Regions from separate parts of the Sus scrofa genome. Here region 1 is linked to region 2. Evidence: chromatin contacts called from public HiChIP or PLAC-seq data. All regions are on one chromosome and are shown on one strand. Each heading gives the region's core, a stretch centred on a gene start, on an enhancer-like site or on the middle of the called end of the contact. The rest is flanking DNA. Distances are from core to core; before and after follow the strand shown.

Region 1 (6,483 bases), core at 3,371-5,870, 530 kb after region 2:
AGCAAAAAAAAGACAGAAAAAAAAAAAAAAAAGTAACAATCATGACGGATAGGTGATTAGCACGTTGTAGTTTACAAAACACTTTTACAAATATTCAGCCATTTAACCCTACAACAACTTTCAGTGGAAGGAAACAAAACTTTTCTTTAGCATCTATCACAGCCAGGCATCATGTTAGTGTTTTATATTTAGATTCCCCATTAATCTGCAAGGCACGTATTATCTCCACTTTAGAGATGATGCAACTGAGGTTCAGGGAGGTTAAATAGCTTATCTAGCATCACACAGCTTTAGGAAGCGAGCTGAGAGTCTTGAAACCCAAAATTCAGTGCCTGCCCCTGCGCTGTTTTTGACAGCCCAGCCCACTGAGGTGGTCCCCAGCTTCATCCCAAAGAACAGAATCAAAGCCACGGGGGCCTTAGTATCTACCATACATCTTATTCCATAAACAATTTTTATCTAGAAGAATGAGTGAGAGGCTTAGGCATCTTTAGGCACATCACCATTATACCTCTAAATTCTCTTCTTTGGAATTTTTTCCCCTTAAACTTGAACTTCTCAATTATAGACAAGTACATTAATCCCCTCTTGGCTTTCCTTCCTATGTCCAGGAATGAGGCCTCTTGCCTCTAGGTATATGACGTTTTCATTTCACTTCCAAACGTGTCTTGAGCACATGGATAACTCAATTGTACCAAGTTCTTATGTACACCCTTCAGCTTATACGTCCAATAACTACATCAGAGTTGTACCCTGACAAGATCAGACCAAAAGAGAAGGGTGCCCTGCTAGATGACCAAAAGGTAACTCATCCTTTTTTGCTACTTGCTGGAATAAGACTGAACTAGTAACATGAACTGTCCCCCATATACTCTGCTAATGACCTGGTATAACGTAAATTTTTTGTTTTCTTTAACAGACCGAAGGCCCCTTTGTAATTTAGACCAAGGAGGATGACTAGGTGAGTGAGGTATCACAGAAGGGATAAAGGGAACTTGGGTGGGCTGAGTTTTTAAATCTCTCAAAAAGAAATTTTCTCGCTTAATACCCTCTAAGACAAATTTTATAAACAACACATAACTGATTTTGTGCCAAAGGATGAGTTTATACACACACACACACAAATGCACGTATAAGTGTGATTGTGTATATATACTTCATTATTAAATGAAATTTACCTGATGATAATAAGGAAAATTGTCTCATAAATCCAAAGCATAATAAGAGAGAAATAAAATGAATGAGTATTTTGAGGTATGAGGGTCTGGATCACTTCATAAATACAAATGTAAACCCAAGTTTCTAGTAGCCTTTAGAACACGTGGTGTGTGAAAGTCCATAAAAGACGAGCTTTCAGATATAAGAGCTCCGATATTAGAATTTCTATATAAATATTTCCTTTAAGTCCACAGCTATTTCATGGTAATAGTTTCTATGGCATCATGAACTGCTGTCTGTAGTTTTGCATTTAACTAAACTTCTCACACAGATCATACAACAGGTTCCAAACAACCTGTTTTTAAACGTGTCTCCTAAAATACAGTGGAAAATGTGACTTTTATTTACAGCTTAATAAATAACTCAATGATGTGAAGTCTTTTAAGTACAGCAACACGCTATTTTAAACAAAGTAGTGAAAATATATAACTGACTGTGTCTCGTTGTTTTCACTTCTTTTAAGCTTTAGATTTCCTTTGCCCGTCTGTCTGATTTAACTTAAAAAAAAAAAAAAAAAACTTTTGGAAAGTGGGAACCTTGGATACTTCAAAGTTAACCAAGATCAAAGTCCAATGAGGTCCACTACATAAGGAACCAGCTTGCCTGCAAAATGTGTCACGTTGATATTGGCTTGAAGTCTCTTAGTTTATGGCTTGTACCAAAGCCTTGACCTTGGATTTGTCAGGTAGCTAAGCAATAGACGTTCTAACGGAAAAAAAAAAATGATTTGCTTAGTTTTTCCAGGGGGATGGATTTCAACACAGACTCATCTGCATGATCAGGTAACTAATTTTCTCTCTTGGTAATTGCAACATTAGAAATGAGAGACTTATTGCATCTTTGTCTACGGTATACAACTCCTAACAAACACACACCTTCCACACACTACATCTTGTTTAATTACGGAAACCTCATCTTTTAGTATGAATTATGCCTTTCTGAAATGGGAACATGCTAAGACCATTGACTTTCTTATCATATCTTCCTTTCTCTGCTTGATGAACCCCTTGGCATGAGACAGGTTCCTTGAGAGTTGGTAGGATTCCCGTGTAGTTTCCGAATCTTCCCCGCCCTTCCGTCATTTTAGGGTCTGGGGACTGGGGCTTCTCTTGAACTCAAAAAAATGCAGAATTGTTAACATGCGAAAAGGTGGTCAGGTCTGTTATTCAAAAGATGCCATGGGTGTTCTTGAGTGTTCCGCTTCATCGAAGCCCACCGACACCACACATGTTACCAGTAAAGGCACAACGTTTTTTCCTTGAAATGGTCCATGGTGTTTCATTTGAAACGATGTGTGCTGCCTCTGGGTGTTCTGTGGTCCTGTCTCAACAACATGGCTCAGAACTCACATTCAGCAGGTATCAGCCAATAAGCCCTTTGGTATCAGAGAAGAAAATAAATCACATTCTCCAGAAACACCCATCTGTTTTGAATAGTCCCATAGATAGATGGCTGTCTGTTGCAGGGAATATTTAATGTTAGGGAAAAAAACCTAGTCTAAACAGTTTACTCTCCTTAAGTCTAAGCAGCAAGAGGTCTTCCAGTAAATGCTTCAAAACTGCTAAACAGGAGAGGCCAGAAACTTCCCTCTGTGACAGAATGAAAACGGAAAGAAAAAAAATGACTAATAATCTTTATGACTTTGGTGCCCTCTAGTGATCAAAACAGAGAACAAACGAACCAGTCTTGTTTTCCTTTTAGAAAAAAGGGATCTTCCAAAGTCAAGAATTGCCTATTTGTTTTACAATTTTTCTACTCATTCTTTTTTTTTTTTTTTTTGTCTTTTTGTCTTTTTTGTTGTTGTTGCTATTTCTTGGGCCGCTCCCGCGGCATATGGAGGTTCCCAGGCTAGGGGTTGAATCGGAGCTGTAGCCACCGGCCTACGCCAGAGCCACAGCAACGCGGGATCCGAGCCGCGTCTGTGACCTACACCACAGCTCACGGCAACGCCGGATCGTTAACCCACTGAGCAAGGGCAGGGACCGAACCCGCAACCTCATGGTTCCTAGTCGGATTCGTTAACCACTGCGCCACGACGGGAACTCCCTCTACTCATTCTTTAGGTGAAATAACTAACTCTTTATTAGTACAGGGAAATGTTTTTTCTCATGGTAGCAAAAGGAGGAGAAGAAAATCTCAGTACGTGAAGTGTATTCTTCTCAGTCTTATTTCTATTCACAGATATACAGATTCCCAGCAACACACAAAAGTAGGTAATTCTTCACAAAAATATCATACAGGACAACTATTTTATAATTTGTTTTTTTTACAGTACACTAAACTGTTAATATACTCTTTCACAACACATATTTTTTTTAACAGTACATTATGAACATCTTTCCATGGCATTCAATATCCCTCCACACATTATTTTTGGTGATCACAGTATTTCATCATATTTTCTTTAGGCATTTGTCTATTACTGGCTATTTAGGTTGTTTTATTTTTTTTCTATTATCCCTGGAGCTAAGTCTTTGAACTCTTGCAGCGTTAGGATAAAGTTTTAGAGAAGTTGCCATATGGCACCGTGGGTTAAGGATCTAGCATTGCTGCAGCTGTGGTGCAGGTTGCAACTACAGCATGGGTTCAGTCTCTGGCCCGGAAAATTCCTTGTGTCCTGCCAAATCGGAAAAAAAAAAAAAAAAAAAAAAAAAGAGTTCCCATGTGGCTCACTGGGTTAAGGACCTGACATTGTCTCTGTGAGGATGTGAGTTCAATTCCTGGCCTTGCTAAATGGGTTAAGGATCAAGCATTGCTGTGAGTTGTGGTGTAGGTCACAGACGCAGCTCGGATCTGCCTTTGCTGTGGCTGTGGCCTCAGCTGCAGCTCCGATTCAAACCCTAGCCTGGGAACTTCCCTCTGTCACAGATGTGGCCCTGAAAATAAAAATTTATAAAAAGTCTCAAGATGAAATTTCTTGTCTTTTTTTTTTTTTTTTTTGTCTTTATGCCATTTCTTGGGCCGCTTTCACGGCATATGGAGGTTCCCAGGCTAGGGGTCTAATCGGAGCTGTAGCCACCAGCCTACACCACAACCATAGCAACACAGGATCTGAGCCGCGTCTGCAACCTACACCACAGCTCACGGCAACGCCGGATCCTTACCCCACTGAGTGGGGCCAGGGATCGAATCCTCAACCCCATGGTTCCTAGTCGGATTCGTTTCCACTGTGCCATGACGGGAATTCGGAGAATGGTTTTCAATACCTAGTATCCAACGGCCAGATGATTCTAAGAAGGAAACGGTCACCCAGACACAGCAGCCGTGCCATCCAAGAGGAGTATGTGGTGAACTTGGCAGGAGGTCTGTGTGGAGAGACGCCCACTCAGCACTCCCCCAAGGGCCGCCTGTGGCTGACAATAGGACCAAGAATTACCCAAACCGCCCTCTGTGAGCTGTATGGTCACCCTGGTCCATCCGGACAAGGTTATGCCCCTTGGAGAAAAGAAAGAAGCAGAGTGTTATCAGATTCTGAGGAACCATGTTTTGTAAACACCCACATCATCAAAACCCTCAAATGTTACACAAGGAATCCATACGCCATCTATCTGCTGAAAGCTATGCCTGGAAAATGTTTCCTGAGGCTTCATTTGTCTTAACGGCTTTTGCAATCATAGGGTAAAATACAAGTTCTCTTTTTTGTCTCTGTATCAAATACTATTCGGTAAATTTTGCAATCGAGGGACAAGCAGAAAGAAGAGACTTTCCAGGCATCTTTGTCACAATTATTGGAGGAAAGGTAGCACCTTGGGAAATACTTTCTAAACGTATGAATTAAGTTTCCTGCTTTGAGTTTAGCCTGGCAGAGACAGGTCCTTCCTGTTGGCAGCGAGCCCTTCACACATCCAGTCGGTCCCAGGACCATGTGGTAGGCGGTCATGGGGCTGGGTCGTTCTTAAGACATATATTCATGTTCTTTTTCTTTCTTTCCTTCTCCCTTCCTCCCTTCCTTCCTTCCTTGCTTTCTTTTCGTTCTTTTTTGCCTTGCCATGGCATGCAGAATTTCTACAACCAGGGACTGAACCTGACGACACTGAGTCCTTAACTGCCAGGCCACCAAGGAACTCCCCCTTTGCATCTTAATACCAATTAGTGGAAAGTAAAAGTCACGTAGGTCTTCTGGGTTGACTAAAACTGAGGAAAGCTGGACAGGATGAGTAGAATGAGCTAGAAGGACTGAAAGGCACTTCCCCAGAGCAATGGCTGTGTACCAAGTCCTTGTGGGAGAAGCTGAAGGATTTGTTACAGCCAACTTGCCCTTGCTCTCAAGCCACGCTCTCAAGGCACTGCTGGCCTCCCACTAGCGGCAAATAGCCCCTCAGGCTTTTCCTCAAGATGAAATGACAAGAGCAGAAGCCCAGCTTCTACAGAGAAGAGTGGTGTCTCAGGCTGGGTCCTCAGCCTTCTCCCAACACGAAGGTACAGATGCCACAAAGATACTGATACTGTGCTTGGAAAATTCAGGCTGGGGAGTTCCCGTCGTGGCTCAGCGGTAACGAACCTGATTAGTGTCCATGAGGACTCGGGTTCGATCCCTGGCCTCCATCAGTGAGTTCAGGATCCAGCGTTGCTGTGAGCTGTGGTGTAGGTCACAGACAAGGCTCAGATCTGGTATTGCTATGGCTGTGGTATAGGCCGGCAGCTATAGCTCTGATTTAACCCCTAGCTTGGGAACTTCCACATGCCTCACTCACAGAACTAAAAATAAAAAATTAAAAAAAAAGAGAGAGAGAGAGAGCGAGAGAGCAAGAGAGCTCTGGGCTGACTCTGTGGATCCTAGGTTCCAGACATGGCATCTCCTTTAATTCTGAATGTCAGGCTATTTTCCTCTCTGATAATGTGTGCCTTCTTCCATTCCAATAGCGTTATATGATCTCAAGCAAAATGAATCCATGCTTGCTAACGTAAGTAAAAAATAAAAATAAATAAATAAATAAATAAATAAGCGGCTCAGGGGATCCAGAAAAAAGGGCACCAAAAGTAGACTCTTCGGGGCCTGGATGGAAAGAACCAGCTCAAACCAGGTTCTGTATTTGAGGGGTGGGGCGGGGGGGGGGGAGAATCTGGCATTGCCCCTGCTTGGCTCAGGTCGCTGCTGTTCCACAGGGTCTACCAGCCATGGTCAAAATAAAATATCATCTACTATGAGTCCAGCTCTGAAGGGGAGGAAGGTACTCCAGGAAAAGGGGTGAATTCTGGGCAGATGGTATCTTTTCTACAGCTCCAGCTGGATGCTACATAAACCGGGAACATAGCTGAGATGCC
Region 2 (7,024 bases), core at 1,183-3,682:
CCTTTATGATCAGGAAGCTGCTGGCTCCAGAATCATAAGGCTGCTGCCAGAGTCAGTAAGTTGTCACAGCAGGTAACTGTCATAATCAGGAAACTGCCATGATTAGAAAGCTACTGCTGTTGCTGCTGGATCCAGATCAATGCCATGTCTGCTATGATCCACACCAACAAAACAGATACCTTGCTCTGGCTCTTAACACCTGCAAAGCTCATGACTGGTCACTGGGTCTCAGCCAGCACACTCTCCATGATCACTCTTGTCAGCAGAGAGTAGAAAGGAGCACAGAAATGCAGGCTCTGCTTCACTTCTGCCTTCCAAATCTTGTTGAGTTCTTCTGATGGGCAGAATATAAATTACTAATATGTAATCACTAATACATAATCACTAATCTCTGTGATCCCTCTCAGAAATGTGGTATACCTTTGGTTTGCTAATATAGAAAGGACTGGTAGTTCCAGAAACTTCCTTTTGGCTTCTTACCATATGTAACAGCCATCATTCAGGAAGCTATGTGAGGATTCTTCTAGTTGTCTCTTTGTTTGTTTGTTTTTTCAAACCTGCATGCAGGAATAGGGAAATAACCACACGATGTGTTCAAGATTACACTCTATCCATTGTGAGATGGACTTGGATCAAAATTCCATTTATCACTTGACCACAGTAGGTCTCCCTTCTTAATAGTTGACCACGGTGGCAATATAGGACCCCAGGGATTAGTATTTACTCAGACCCAGATGCAGTAATTCTTTAGATAAAGATCTGAGTAGTTCCCTTTTCTCAGGGCACAATTATACTAGTAAATACCAACAGATCCCTAGGTGGAATATTTATATTGAGGTCTTGTGGCAGTGTCTCAGCTTTCTCCTTCAGGTGATCCTGGCTTCCACATTCATGGGACTCTGGTACTCAGATCTGAAGATTGGGCCAGTACCCTCGGTTCCCTATTATTTTGACTAAAGTCAGGCCTCCATTTGTCAGGCAAAGAGGTATTTTGGTCCTTGTGGGATATGGAGAACTTATGAAACTGTTCTGTCACTGAAGCCTTACTTTCTACTTAGAGGGTCTACTCCTTTATCTCTAGCTGTTACTTGCTTCTGCATGATCTTTGATACTCTGGGATGGCCTCATCCTTATTTAACTCAGGAGTCTATTTCTGGGGAAACATCTACTGTCTTGATCCCTAGCCTGCAAAACAGTGATGCTGCAGTGATTTATTTATCTGATAGAAGTGGGAGGGGCTACACTTGCTAGAATGGAAAGCTCAGTGGACTTGGATCTTCAAGTACTCAGAGTCATCTAAAACCATTCAGATATCCTTATTCCAACTTGTAGTGTCCCTTTCTTTCCTAATTAATGTGCTTTCATATAAGAGGCCAAGTGAGGCTGTGAATTTAATTTAGGTTGTATTTAGGCAACTTGTTGCATCTGATAAGAATGTGGAATAGATATTGCTCACCTAGGTCATGAATGCAAAACAAGATGTGCAATAATAGCTAACATTTATTGAATACTTACCATGCTCTCATCCAAAGAAGTAGAAAGAAGAAAAACTCTAAGTGTTCATTAAAAGGAGAATGTCTAAATAAGTAAACTAGTTTATTTATTAATCATACTAGTTTATTTATTTAATCTTACTATTCAAACGTTAAAATGAATGAACTGGAACCATAGAGATCAATAGGAAGATATCTTAGAAGGATAATGTTGAGCTCATAAAAAGCAAGTTGCAGAAGGATTCATAAAGAATGAGCATTTCATATAAAGTATAAAAGAGAGGAAATCTATACTAATAGATACATAGGTAATAAAAGTAGAAAAAATGGGTTTATGAAGAATCAACAGCAGATTCAAGACAGTGGCTTCTGAGTGATATAAGGAAAGTGGTTACTGGAGTTCTTTGATTGTGTCCAGGTGTGCTGCTGCATCGCCCAGTCCTAGGGAAGGCCCTTCACAGAGATTATAATGTGTTACCATCCAAGGGAGTCAGTCACATTCCATGCTTAGAAGAACAATACCTCCTGCAGTTGCTCAACATGCCGGCCCTGAGTGTGCTCAGATGCATTTTTTTTTTTAAGCTGGATGAGATGGGTATACCAGTGTTCATTATAATATTTTCTACGAATTTCTATAGGTAAGAAAGGTTTTATAACAAAATATTCTATGAATCATAATACAAGTTCAGTTTTACCTGTGAAATTCTCTGTATCCTGATCTGGGAAACATCATCTTTCAATCCTCTAAGTTTGATAGCCATGCTCCATTTTGTAGCTCTTGTTCCTAGGACTTCAGACCAGAAGATGAGGCACACTTTTTTTTCAGTGATAGTCCTCATTTGAGCAGTTCTTTGGCATTGATTGGTCAAAAGAGGCCGAGGGAGCAAACCATAAGTGTGTGATAAATGATCCAGCGGCTAATGAAAATTTTTAAGAACTGACTCATGGCACATTTCCTAAGCACTTTGAGGTCATTAATTTTCACTGGCATTACTGCTTAGACTCAGGATTCTCATAGTTGAACAATGATTTTTTTAGTTGACTTTTTTTTCACCTTGGTCTGAAATACAACCACAATAATCATTACGAACATTTATTGAGTTACAATATGCTTTATATATAGTAAATTCATTTAAATCTCAGCAATTTTAGGAGGTAGATACTACTATTACCTCCATGTTTCAGATGAGAACATTGAGTAATAAAGATCAAAGAACTTGTTCTAGGTCACATGGCCTAAAACATGGTAGAGCTAAATCTGGGTATAGCTGTCCCTAAAGCTTGTCTAAATGTTTCACCTCTAAGACACACTTTTCTAAGTTCTCTTTGAAAGCTTTTCACTCAGATGCTGTAGAAGTAGAGTCCCCGCTGTCCTTTAGCCCCCACCTTCCAGATTTATGCACCTTAAACTTTTAATACTGTAAGAGATATAACTTCCATCCAGGGAAGAAAGTCCTTCTAGAATATCAAGTTGAAGATTAGTCAGTAGACAGAAAGAGGAAATTCTAATGTTACTAGGGAATTTAGTAAAATTTACACACACCACACCCACACATATATTAAGTTCTCTTTAAAGTGAGGGATTTCTGAGTATTCATTTCATGTTCTTCACACAGTCCAGTGCATATAGCCTTTTTAGAATTCCAAACCTATCTCTCATTCCATTTTGTGGTTTGTATAACTGATTGTTTGACCAACTTCTGCAATTACTCTCCCAAGCTACATGAACGAGCCCACCTCAAAACTTCCCATCTAGTGCATTTATGAAGGAGAAAAACGTCTGACAAGTTGCAGAGTGTATTCATGGAAATATTATGTTTTCAAAAAACAAACAAATACAAGCAGTGAAATCTTGGGTCCTGGGTCAAAGATTTGGGGCATCTTGTACATCATTTTCATGGGTGTGAGTCAAAGGCTTTCTATGTTAATAGTTCATTTTAGAAAGAGTAAAAATGATTTCTTTGAATGTTGACAGAGAAAGAAAACTCACAGAGGCCCTTTACACTCAACCTTGGCCTAGCAGCAGTAGCCGGGGGCGGGGGGAGGGCGGGGAGGGTTAGAGGTTGCTGAAGCAATGACCTGTATTACATAATGCCTCCCATCTGCCCACAGATGTGTGAGTTTGCTCACATGTTTTATTAGACTTTTATTACACTTTCAAACAGCTCTAGCCCATCTGCATTTGCCAGCCTGGATGCAATTTCTAAAATACCTAATCCATGAGCTAGCTATTCAGTAGAGGCAAATATATATTGAAATTTATTCTTTGATCAAGTCCCTGGTGCTGTTTGGATGATACTAACACATTTCATGGATATAAGAAATAAAATTGATAGGGCAGGCATGGCAGGCTTTCTGGTGATGATAATGATCTGAAGATGATCACGACAGCAATGTCCTTGTCTGGATCAGCTTGGAGCCAAAGGCTCTAAATGAGAGTTAGTGTTCTGTGGTTAACATCAACTCTGCTCCCATCCATTCATAATTTGATCTACATGGAGAGAAGTCAAGAAAAACAATAACAAAACAAAGCAAAAGCTGTTCACATCAACTCTGCCATAGGCTGCCATCACAAAAATATCACAGACTAGATGGCTTATCCATGGTGGACATTTATCTCTCTGTTCTGGAGATAACTGCTCTCCAGACAGTCCTGGAGGCTAGAAGTCCAAGATCGAGGTGCCCAAATGGGTGGGTTCTGGTGAGAGCCCTCTTCAGGGTTAGTGACTGATGACTTCTTCTTGTCCTCACATGGTGAAGAGCACAGAGAGGGAGAAAGCTCTCTTGAGACTCTTTTAAGGGCACTGGTCTATTCACAAAGGACTCACCTAATGAACTCATATAAGCCTAATTATCTGTTGACAGCTTTACTTCCTAATACAATCACATTGGGAGGTAAGTTGTTTGTTTGTTTTTTTTTAATATCCACCATTGTGGTTTATTCATTTAGTAGAACACTTTACAGTGTGAAAATAAACTATAGCATTATGCATAAACATGAATGGATTTTTTCAAATACAGTACTGTGCAAAAAAGAAAGTTATAGAAAAATACGTATAGTATCCTACTTGAAAACATTGCATCACAATACCTTTTTTAACTTGTACAGTTGATTTGTTTCAGGGGTACAGCAAAGTGACTCAGATCAGATATATATCCGAACATGAATATGTATTATTTTTCAGATTCTTTTCCATGATAGATTATTATAAGATATTGAGTATAATTCCCTCTGCTATCTAGTAGGTCTTTGTTGTTTACCTATTTTATATATAGTAGTTTGTATCTGTTACTCTCAAACTCCTAATTTATGCCCCCTCCTTTTCCCTTTGGTAACCCTAAATTTATTTTCTATGTCTGTGAGTCTATTTCTGTTTTGTAAATAAGTTCATTTGTATCATTTTTTAAGATTCTACATATAAGTGATATCATATGATATTTGTTTCTATCTGACTTAGTTCACTTAGTATGATAATCTCTAGGTCCATTCATGTTGCTGCAGGAGGCATTATTGCATTCTTTGTCATGGCTGAGTATTATTCCATTTCATACAGATACACCACATCTTCTTTATGGGAGGTGGAGTTTTAACATATACATTTGGTGTGGAAAAGGGGGACACAAACATTCAGTCTATAGCAAACTCCATTGTAAATTTTTTTTTTTACTAATAAAAATGATTTGAGCAAATTTTTTCTCTTTAGCCCATCAATCGTTTGGCCTTGAGTTAGTCATAACCACCATTTGTCATAAAAAGTGCAATCTTGGAACTCCTCTGAGAGCCTAAGAAAACTTTCAATGGCATATTAGAGATTCCATGCCTGGATAATAGCGGCTTTCTTAGGCTGAATTATTCATATGGTTAGTTGGAAAGGTCTGCAGAGTAAAGCTGGATGATTTTCATCTTTTGATTTAGGGGTAGGATTTGTAGGAGACTAATTTTATTCCTTAACTTAAACTGAGAAAGCTTTTGAGTTTTTTAATATCCATTTCTGGCAGCCCTCTATCAACGGATGGAATTTCTCTTTTCACAGTCGCATAAGCAACTGTTCCATTCAGATGCCATTTGTGAATGTAATACATTTTCAAATTGTTTGTTCCAGTTCAAAATGTGTTTCACATATACTAGGAAGTTAAGAAACAATGTTCTCTCTTTTATATTTTAGCATGTGCAAAATTTATTGTGATGTTACCATGTGATTCATTATTTCATTTTTATTTCAAAGGAATACATCCTGAAGTAGCATTCATTTAGCAGATAGGTCCCTGGCTTCCTAGTTCTGTTTTGCTGTGCTACATCCAGTCCAAAGAGGAGGAATATTTGCAGGTGCCATGGAATTCCTGCATTTCACTTGCATTGGGTAACCCTAGAAAGGAGAATTTCTGTACACGAAGCCAATGTAGATTTGTCCAAAGAAAGCATCCTTGAGTCTCAGGCTGAAAATAAGGTATTGGGTTGTGTGAGGGGATGAGGCCAGCAATTGGTAACCCAGTGAGATTCTTCCCTGACAAATTGTAATTATTTTCACATGCAAGCAAAGAGACAAATGAATATCACTTTCAAGCCTCTCTCTGACTAAACACACCAACCAGAAATGCCTCTACCTACATCATTTTAAAAGAAATCCAGAGGGGCTTTGACAGCATGTGAGCTATTTCCACTGACCTTCGTTCACTGAATGTTTCTCACACTTATTTGCTCTTTATTTTCATGTTTATAAAATGTGTTCCCAAGCCCTTTAGGATAAAATCAACAATAGTACCCAGAGCTCCAGCTAAAGATTCCCAGTGGGAGGGTCTGGGCCTTTTGTTCCGGAGGATCTAATAGAGTGTGAAGCTGACACAGAAATGGGAGGACTATTCAGCTAAAATTAAAGTCTTTGTCCCTTCATTAGTTGAACTTGAACCTCACGTTTCTGAAGTTCTTCTAGGTTACTTTTCCCTATAATTCTGATTTAATCAAGATGAACAGGGAAGCTTGTTAAAATCTCTCTCTCTTTTAAAAAGAACGCAAAAGATCCCGTTTGTTTGGGGCAGCTAACATTCTTGATTTTTTTAAAAACGAGATTCTGGAGAAATTGGCTTGAATCTCAAGAATACATTATTCTTAATCATTGAGGAAGATTTTGGTTTTTTTTAAAATTCCGACAGAGACATTGTTTTATCTTATTAGTTTATTGACTTTCTCAGCCCTATTGGGAAAGGTGAAGGGTCAACAGCCAGGCCTTCATGTGATTAATGAGCTAATGTGATTAAATACAATTTATTTTTATTATTTTTTGGTTTGAGGGAAACTGCTGAAAGTGAGAGAAAACTTTCGACTGTAACTTTTATTATTGATCTTCTAATTTCCATATCAGACTTGCCGTATCATTTCTAATGTGAGCTCATTTCTTGCTTTCTTCAGTTAATAGGAAAAAAGGCGAGAAAATTAAAAGACATGGTTGAGGATGTGCAGATAAGTGGCTGTGGCATTTCTGTGATCGCCATTATACAATTCTTTTGTATTTCCAAATTGCAACAAGAACTTA

What was found. HiChIP or PLAC-seq counts read pairs in DNA pulled down with a chosen protein or histone mark.
Region 1: a contact with region 2 is called in an H3K27ac HiChIP or PLAC-seq map of alveolar macrophages. The contact joins two enhancer-like sites. A contact is called at or near these places in 3 of 5 promoter capture datasets (fetal liver, fetal skeletal muscle and liver) and 1 of 2 datasets of contacts at active chromatin or transcription factors (alveolar macrophages).

The regions. Positions count from the first base shown.
Region 1 is chr8:84,026,536-84,033,018 of Sscrofa11.1, forward strand. No RefSeq gene overlaps it. Among named protein-coding and RNA genes, the nearest start is that of GYPA, 7.8 kb to the right of the region's middle. Within about 2 kb of position 4,621, at least 2 of the 83 cell types and tissues checked have an H3K27ac peak or open chromatin away from gene starts, as enhancers often do. A contact at or near this core is called in alveolar macrophages, where this site is marked.
Region 2 is chr8:83,501,244-83,508,267 of Sscrofa11.1, forward strand. No RefSeq gene overlaps it. Among named protein-coding and RNA genes, the nearest start is that of ANAPC10, 150 kb to the left of the region's middle. Within about 2 kb of position 2,433, at least 1 of the 83 cell types and tissues checked has an H3K27ac peak or open chromatin away from gene starts, as enhancers often do. A contact at or near this core is called in alveolar macrophages, where this site is marked.